Linked DNA regions of Pan troglodytes: all the other regions are linked to region 1. The links are chromatin contacts, called in public Hi-C maps. All regions are on one chromosome and are shown on one strand. The core of a region is the stretch at or near the end of the contact, and the rest is flanking DNA. Distances in the headings are between cores, read along the strand shown. Region 1 holds the start of UBL3 (ubiquitin like 3). Region 2 has its middle 190 kb from the start of KATNAL1. Region 3 overlaps SLC7A1 (solute carrier family 7 member 1).

Region 1 (2,700 bases), core at 175-2,674:
TTCTCTTCTGGCCTTTGGTTTTTTGGAGAATTTGATCTATCTTCCTCAGGGTGATATAGGCCCTCAGGAGTGTTTGGAATTTCTCCACCCAGGCTACTCAAGAGGCAGGTACTCTAAATGTCCTGTGGGTTTCCATCTGATGAGAAACCCAACTGGAGAGATTGCTGTGGGGAATCACGTAGGCTTCTAGACAATGAGCTCCCTGAGGACAGTGACTGGATTCTGCCCCTTTTCAACAGCCCTATAGACAAGGATGTAATAACCCCCATTGCCAACCCAAGACCTTGGCATTTCTGCCACATGATGCTGCTGTTCGCTACAGTGACTCATTTTTAAACTCCTAGTGCCTAGCAGAGTGCCTGGCACATTTGTTTGCTGAATGAGAGAATGAGTAGTGACATTTCATATCAAATGATGCATTATTATTTACAAAGTGATTTATTTCCCATGCATGAACTCATCCTCATAACTACCCCTACTTTACCCCGGAAGGTAGGCAAGACCATTTTACAGATGAGGTCACACAGCTGTAGGTTGGAGAGGTGGCTTTCAGACTCTAAATTCGTTGGCATTTATATATAGGCATCATATTGAGACTGCCCATTCTAAAGTACTCTGTCAAAGGACTAAGAGAGATATGAATAGGGATTCAGATGTTGACCTCAGATTTAGGAACAAAATGCAGAATCACAAATGTCCATCTGAATGGTGTCTCAACAATGGCATTATTTTCTCCTATTTGCTAATCACTGCAAGGCATATAGGTTTTCAATTACATTATGAGTTACATAGAATAGAATTTAGGGTCCAGATGGGTAAACTGGTGAATCCCCATGAAGTTTGTAGTAGCTATTTCCTGATACAGATTTGATATAATAACACTGTTGTATGTAATACAGTTTTGGTAATTTCAGTTAAGTAGATTGTAGCTTTATTGCCCTGGGTCTTCAAGGAAACACATGTTCAAATATTCTCACTGCTTAATGAGATCCTTGTTCCTGTTGAACTTATGTGACCTTATTGGAAATCAATGATTGCTTTTGTTCTTCAAAATGTAATGTTGAGGAGACCTAGATGAAATCACTCTACAAAATGCATTGAGATTGCAGGATGTGGAGAATGTGCTGTAATTAAAATGAATGATTCTGCTTGGAGGTACAGCATATTTTAGCTCTGTGTGCATATCGTGCATAAGGGAATTTCTCTATGCAGAATTATTTTCTCCCAACAATTCTCATGATCACAGCACTCCTGGTAGCAGGTATCACTTAACTCCTGGGCAGCAGCTTGTCCAAATCAAGGGAAAGGGAGCTTTCCTTTCCTCGCAACTGTTGCTATGGGGGGCGTGGCTTCGGAGCTGGGTGAGGAGGCGTTCGGCGGCTCCCTCCCCCCACCAACCCTCGAAGACTACACTTCCCGTGATGCTCGAGGGAATGGTCTCCGTGGTGACGCACTTGGTGTCCGCGGAGGGAGGACGAGGACGGGGGCGGCGGCTGCTGCGAGGGGGGGTCCGGGCTCTCCCCGTTTCCCTTAGTCGCACTCAGGCAGCCGCCGCCGCTGCCGCCATGTTGGTTTGAGAGGCGATGACAGGAGGCGGCCGCGGCGTGTGGGACTGAAAAGTGAAGGAGGAGGAGGAGAAACAAAGCTCTGAGAGGAAACCATTCCCGGGCTGAGGAGAAGGAGGACCCGGCCTCTTCCGGGGACCAGCCGAAGTCGGCGTCGCCCGGAGCTCGCGAGGCCGGGGAGGGGAGGGGAAGGGAAGGCGGAGACCGGGGAGGCGGCGGCGGGGAAGGCGGAGGCAGAAGAGGAGCGGTGAGGAGCCGGAGACGATGCACCCCGACCCCAGCTGCTGTCCGGAGGCGCCCGCGGCCTGAGCCCAGAGGGGCTGTGGAGTGTCCCGGCCGGCCCCGAGCACCCCCGCGCTGTCGGTCCCCCGCTCCGGTCTTTCGCTTTGGCTTCCAACTAGTTAAATGCCCTTGAGCGCGGGTTTCCGCGGCCCGGCTCTTCGCCCCCGCGGCGCGAGTTGAGCCGTTTCCCCGCGCTGTCCGCGCGGGCGCTCCGAGAGCGGCTCTGCAGGGTCCGCGGCCAGCGTCCGGCCACCGCTCGGCCGCCACTCAAGGCTCACGCGTCGATGTGTAGCTACATAGTTATCTGTGTACATCCACGCTGGGGCATTTTCCTCCTGCTTAATGAGGACTTGACTCGGGAGCAAGTGTGAATCATTGCCGGGGCTGGGAAAGGAGGAAGGCGCATTTAACCCCCTCCCACCCCTCTCCATGTCCGTGTGTCACTCGGCTCGGTCCACCTGGCGCGGCCGGTCCTGGGGCTGCTGCTGCTGCTGCTGACGACGACGACGACGACGGGGGCTGCCTCTGCTGTCCCGGGAGTTTCTTCCTGCTCCGGCCACACAGCTCCTGGGGATTGTTCCTCTTCGAACCAGAACCTCGGCCTGACCGGCACTTTGGCTCCAAAATAACTTTATTTTTGGGGGAGAAAGCACATCACGAACCAGTCAAAATCGTGGTTTATTTCTGTAACGTGAAGACTTCTGCTCTTTTTTCTTTGTTTTTTTTTCGTAAACATCTGGGTGTATATCAAACGGCAAGATGTCCAGTAATGTCCCGGCGGATATGGTAAGTGACGGATAAGTTATGACACTGATTTAATTGTGGTTTCCAATCTTATTTAATCGGAAAGACG
Region 2 (2,700 bases), core at 185-2,684, 260 kb before region 1:
CTAAGGTCTGAATGTTTGTGTCCTCTCAAAATTCACGTTAAAACTGAGCTCCCAAGGTGATGGCATTAGCAGGCAGGGCCTTTGGGAAGTGATTAGGTCACCCTGATGAACGGGATTAGTGCCCTTATAGAAGAGATCCCAGGGAACGCTCTTCCTCCTTCTCCCAGGTAAGGACACAGCTAGGAGGCACCATCTATGAACCAGAGAGCAGGCTTTCCCCAGACACTGAATCAGCTGGCGCCTTGATCTGGGACTTCCCAGCCCCAAGAACTGTGAGAAATCAGTTTCTATTGTTTATAAGCTACCAGTCTAGGGCATTTTGCTATAGCAGCCTGACTATAGCAGCTGGATTAGGATTGCCATTTAGAGTTATAAGCTTTTTCAGATGTTCATATGAAGACATTTTACTTATCATTTGTTTTCATTAAATTAAGTAAATAAACATTTTTAAAGTTACTCAAACTGTGTTCTATGGTGCTTTAATTTAACTTTCTTATTCATTACCCTACTTATTCATTCCTTATTCCAGATAAAAGCCTTTGTGAAGGTCAGTGTTATGTATTTAATATATTTAAGAAAACGTTGCATTTATAACTCATTCATTCCTTGCCAAAGTATCCGTGGTTCCAGGAGAAAGAGCCAACGCGGCTATATTTGCCCCGCAGACAAGTAAGTGTTTCGTTGCCATTGGGTTCACGACATGCAGGTGCATAACATTCTCTGCCTGCACTTTCCGGGCCTTACTTACCATTCTTCCTTTCTATCGCATCTCCTTTCTTTCATTCCTTAAGCCTGTGGGAATCCTGCCACCAAGCCCTCTGATGGGAAAATGCGTCCACTGTTTTCTTTAGCTGAAAACTACCCCTAAACTACTGAAGGGGAAAGCCCAGCGCTGGGGAACCGGTGTCCGCCAGGGGGAGCCGTGGTTTCTGTCTGGGGACGCAGCGCTCCGGGCCAGCACCTGGCTGCGACGGCTGCGCGGGGACGCAGTGCGCGCGCCTCACGCGCCGCGAGCTGACTCAGGCTTGCAGGTTGCAGCGGCGCTCGCCTGCCTGGGCGCTGCGGCTCGCGGGGTGCCGGCCTGCAGCCAGGGGCACGGGGCCTGGCGCAGAGCCAGGCGACGAGCGACGGGGGCTTGAACCAGCTTGGGCCCCGCGACCTGCCCCGGCCGGGGGTGGACGGCGCGGCGCCGGGCAGCGAGCACCTGGGCGGGGACGCGCTCGGTGAACGGGGTCACAGAGTCACTAATGGCTCCCGCCACCCCCGCCGCCGCCGCCTCCCGCAGCCGCCCGCGCGGCGGAGGAAATGGACCTGCCAGAGGATTGATCTCCCTGGGAAATGGCTGCGTCGGCGCTGCGGTTCCAAGGAGTCTGGCAGCCTCGCTGCAGTGTCCTTCCAGAGCCATCCCCTGCAGCCCTCGTGCCTCTCTGCCCTTTTTTTCCTCTTACAAAAACAAAATGTTTCTAAATTTCCAGCCAGGGGGCCCTATCCTCAATAGATCTGTCATTCACTGGGGCCCTTGAAATCACGGGTCATTGCAAGCAATTTTCTAAACTTCGTTTTTAGCTGGGGAAACTCCCCAGGGTCTGTGGTCAAGGGAGAGCAGGGGTATTTAAAAGCTGACCCTTGTAACCCACTGCTCTCCCTTCTCCTTTGAAGATAAAGGGAGGGCGGGGTTCTGAACACTGACTCGAGGAAGTTTGGGAATTCTCGTGCCCACGTTCCTGCTAAGGAGTGGCTAGTGGAGCGTGAGAGCAGTTACTATGAGCCAGACCCGTGCTAAGCCTCACATTGAAGGCATTTCGTGCTCCAAGGAATCCGATCACTCTCATTTTACAGAGGACAAAATCAGGGCTCAGCGAGGCCTGGTCATTTGCCAAAGCTTACACACCTAGGCTCTGCCAGAGGCACCCTTGTCACTTAACTCCCCGACTGAGTCCCCTTAACCTCCACCCAGAGAGGAGAGGTTCCCGGAGTGGTTTAAGAGATAACAACTCCCCTATTGACGGGGGCGAGGAGTAGGCAAAGTGGGATCCCCAAGCCATTGCCAGAGACTTCCGGGTTCAAGAGTGGTTCAAGAGTCCTTGTGTATAAAAAGAGCAGATAAAGAGTTTGCTTCAGGCACTCTCAGCATCAAAGTCACCTAACATTTGCCCAGTTTAGGGGGTGGGGGAGTTTGGGGGTATATCAGTTTGCTAGGCATAGTATAATATCATAGACTGGGTGGCTTAGACAACAGACATAGATGTTCTCACTGTTCTGGAGGCTGGACGTCCGAGATAAAGATGTAGTCCGGGCGTGTTTCTCCAGGGCCTCCTTGGCTGCCTTTTGCTGTGTGCTCACATGGGTTTTCCTCTGTGCATGCACTTGTCTATGTCCAGATTTCCTCTTTGTATGAGGACACCAGTCAGATGGGATTAGGGCCTACTCTAAGACCTCATCTTAACTTAATTAACTCTGTAAAGCTCTTATCTCCAAATACAGTTACATTCTGAGGCACTAGACGGCAACAGGATTTTTTGGGGGGGGGTGGGGAGAGGGGTAAAATTCAGCCCTAAGAGAGGTCCAAATAAATGTTACTTGTAAGATACCACACCTTGAAAAATGTGTGTTCCTATTCCGTATGTAAATCAGTCAGGTTTTTATTTTTGCACATAAACATCTTTCCTAAGAACAGAGAGCCCTGAGAAAAATGCCCAA
Region 3 (2,700 bases), core at 97-2,596, 330 kb after region 1:
TTTTTATACTTGGAGCCTGGTTCATTGAAAGTTGACTGACCTTTTGACAAAAGGCAGAGGCCCGTTTGACAGAGGATGGGAGAGAATTTTTGAACAGTTTGCACTCTGGTTTTCATCTCAATGGGCGGAGCTTAGAACACACAGTATTCGAAAACCTTTTCTCCCCATTTCTGGACGTTTCCCTGAGTAGTCAAGGGCAGGCTGACACCTTCCTGCATGACACAGGCCAAGGGAGACCTCGCCAGTACCTGGAAATTTGGCGTCCATTTCTGAATTCTCTGGAAAACAAGTGTCCCTTATGATCAGTGTTTTATGAAATGTGCTGCCTCTTCCCCAGAGAGTATCAAGGGTGCTGCTGATGAAGCCACTTGCCCCTAAGTTTATACGTAATAGCAGACCCAGTGGAGTTTCATCTTGTCAGATGAGCGTCATCGCCGAGAGGACCATTTTGATAGATGAAATCAGTGGACTAATCTGAGCCGTGTAGGTGTTCCAGGGCCCCAGATGAAGGAAAGGAGAACCTAAAAGGAAGCTCGTGTGCACACTGTACCTGTGGTCTGTGTCTCCTCCTTTCGCGATTGCATTTCATAGCCCCGAGAGGTAGACGCCCGCCCCTTTCGCAATTGCATTTTGTAGCCCCAAAAGGCAGACGTCAGCCCACTGTACAGATGTAGAAGTGGAGGCCCAGGGAGGTGAAGCGAGGATGTGCACCCAGGGCAGTGGAGCGGCCTTGTGATTCCAGGGTTGTTTTTATGCCAAAGTAGCCAAGCTCCTTCCAGAGTCTGAGCAGAGCAGTGGGTCTTTTTGGCAAATTAGGGCATGTGAGATCAGTCACAGTTTCTAACACAGCGACTTGTCAAATAGCCATTGGTAAGGCACTTGACCTTCTTAAATGAATGAATTATTCACTAAGTTTTATTAGCATTTATGCCTTTAGCAAACTGTGCTTAGTTTTGTGGATTAATATTGTATGATAAAACACACCTATTTTTAAATTATGAAACATTTTCTTATGTGATTCTATACTCTTGAGAGTGACCACAGTGGTCAGATTGAGAGGCACTATACATCAGAATGTGACCAGTATATTTACAGGATTAAGGATTTGGAAATAGTCATTGTTTTCTCAGGCTTTACGTGGAATTTGATCATATTAAAGACTGGCCTTAATTTCCTTCCCCTGCTGATAGAGGGAGATCAAATCATGCTCTTTGAAGTGACTGTAAAGTACATGCCATTCACAAAATCCAGGATTTACCCTTTTCATTTGGTGGGAGTGGTAAATAAGTATTTGGTTTTCTAAAATCACCTCACATGGAAGAAATTAGTCTCAAGTTTCCCGTGAGTAGGAACATCGGCATTTGTGGCATGCACAGTTGGGCGCTGTTCTGATTATCCAAAAGGCCCTCCCTCATTGCTCTTTAATTTTGTGTTTTATTCTCCATTTAAATTTGTTTTAGTTGCAGTGATCTAGAGGGGCTTGAGAGATATTTGTGGAAAAATAATGGCTTTGTGTTTATATTTTAGCTTGTGTTGATTGCATGTGTTTTGAAAATATCCCAAAGCAGATGTAGCCAAGTTGTTTTTTAATGAGTACTTGACATACACACCCACGTGAATAGACACGTATACTCTCACAACGCTCACAAAAGATGTTCAAATAAGGGTGCAGGTTTTAATTCATTTTAAAGGCAAGGGACACAGTGAAGGGGCTGATACTATATTGTTTGAGAACAACTCTTCAGATTTCTTCCACGTGAAGTGACTTCACATGTGAAGAACTCTGCTTTCCTGCCCGCCTGCCTGGGTTAGGACGTCCTGTGAGTCCTCCCAGAGCACCAGACTTGCCCTTCTTTATCACCCAGCACTGTTGTCCACTAATGCCTGTGTCTTGGTGGGGTACACTCAGGAAGGCTGGGGACTGTGGTCTGCCCTGTTCAATAGTGAGTACCTAGAACCCAGTGATGGGCACACTCTGACCGGAGCTGGATGGGTGGAAGATGGGTAGATGGATAGATGCTGAATGGATGGATGGGTGGATTGGATGGATACATAGATGGATGAGATGGATGGGAGATGGGCAGATGGATGAGATGGATTGATGGATGGATGGTGAGTGGATGAATGGAAGATAGGTGGACAGATGGATTGATGGAGAATGGAGGGATCGATAGGATGGATGATGGATGGATGCACATGAGTCTGTGAATCAGCATGGTCTAGAGGAAGACACACAGGACTCAGAGTCATAAGAACCCAGTTCACATCCTTACACCCTATGCTTATGAACTGTGTGACCTTAGATGAGTCTCCTAACCTTTGTGAATGTTTACATCTATAATGTAGGGATGGCTTACAAAGTTGCCATTAAAATCACAAGAATGAAGGGATTCTCTATACAAATGTTAATGATGATTACTGTCTGTTGAGGACTGTGTCTGTGATTTAATCACAAGCTTAAAGGGAAGCTTGACTTCCCTTTAAGCTGTGTCTTTCCATGGGAAGGCCAGGGAGGGGGTGGGAGTAAAAGCAGCCCCCTTCGCTGCCCCGGATGGTGGGCGGCAGTGGTGGTCCTGGTTGTCATTGCATGCAGATGGCCCTCCACAGATCCTGGTGTCTGTCTCTTCCCAGCTGTGATGGCCTTCCTGTTTGACCTGAAGGACTTGGTGGACCTCATGTCCATTGGCACTCTCCTGGCTT

What was found. Hi-C and Micro-C count contacts between places; a contact is called where the count stands out from the background.
Region 2: a Hi-C map of stem cell-derived neural progenitor cells shows a contact between it and region 1, with 5 times the contacts expected there. The contact joins the enhancer-like site here to the promoter of UBL3 in region 1. A contact is called at or near these places in 2 of 7 Hi-C or Micro-C datasets (blood and stem cell-derived neural progenitor cells) and 1 of 1 datasets of contacts at active chromatin or transcription factors (stem cell-derived excitatory neurons).
Region 3: a contact with region 1 is called in a Hi-C map of stem cell-derived neural progenitor cells, with 3 times the contacts expected there. The contact joins the enhancer-like site here to the promoter of UBL3 in region 1. A contact is called at or near these places in 1 of 7 Hi-C or Micro-C datasets (stem cell-derived neural progenitor cells) and 1 of 1 datasets of contacts at active chromatin or transcription factors (stem cell-derived excitatory neurons).

What each region holds. Positions count from the first base shown.
Region 1 is chr14:29,020,677-29,023,376 of NHGRI_mPanTro3-v2.0_pri, reverse strand. UBL3 (ubiquitin like 3) reads left to right here and starts at 1,424. Exons shown (of 5, transcript XM_001139173.8): 1 at 1,424-2,633. The coding sequence starts at 2,607.
Region 2 is chr14:29,284,440-29,287,139 of NHGRI_mPanTro3-v2.0_pri, reverse strand. No RefSeq gene overlaps it. Among named protein-coding and RNA genes, the nearest start is that of KATNAL1, 190 kb to the left of the region's middle. Within about 2 kb of position 1,434, at least 16 of the 24 cell types and tissues checked have an H3K27ac peak or open chromatin away from gene starts, as enhancers often do. A contact at or near this core is called in stem cell-derived neural progenitor cells, where this site is marked.
Region 3 is chr14:28,691,662-28,694,361 of NHGRI_mPanTro3-v2.0_pri, reverse strand. It overlaps SLC7A1 (solute carrier family 7 member 1), which reads left to right. Exons shown (of 13, transcript XM_009426802.4): 9 at 2,632-2,700. Among named protein-coding and RNA genes, the nearest start is that of SLC7A1, 75 kb to the left of the region's middle. Within about 2 kb of position 1,346, at least 3 of the 24 cell types and tissues checked have an H3K27ac peak or open chromatin away from gene starts, as enhancers often do. A contact at or near this core is called in stem cell-derived neural progenitor cells, where this site is marked.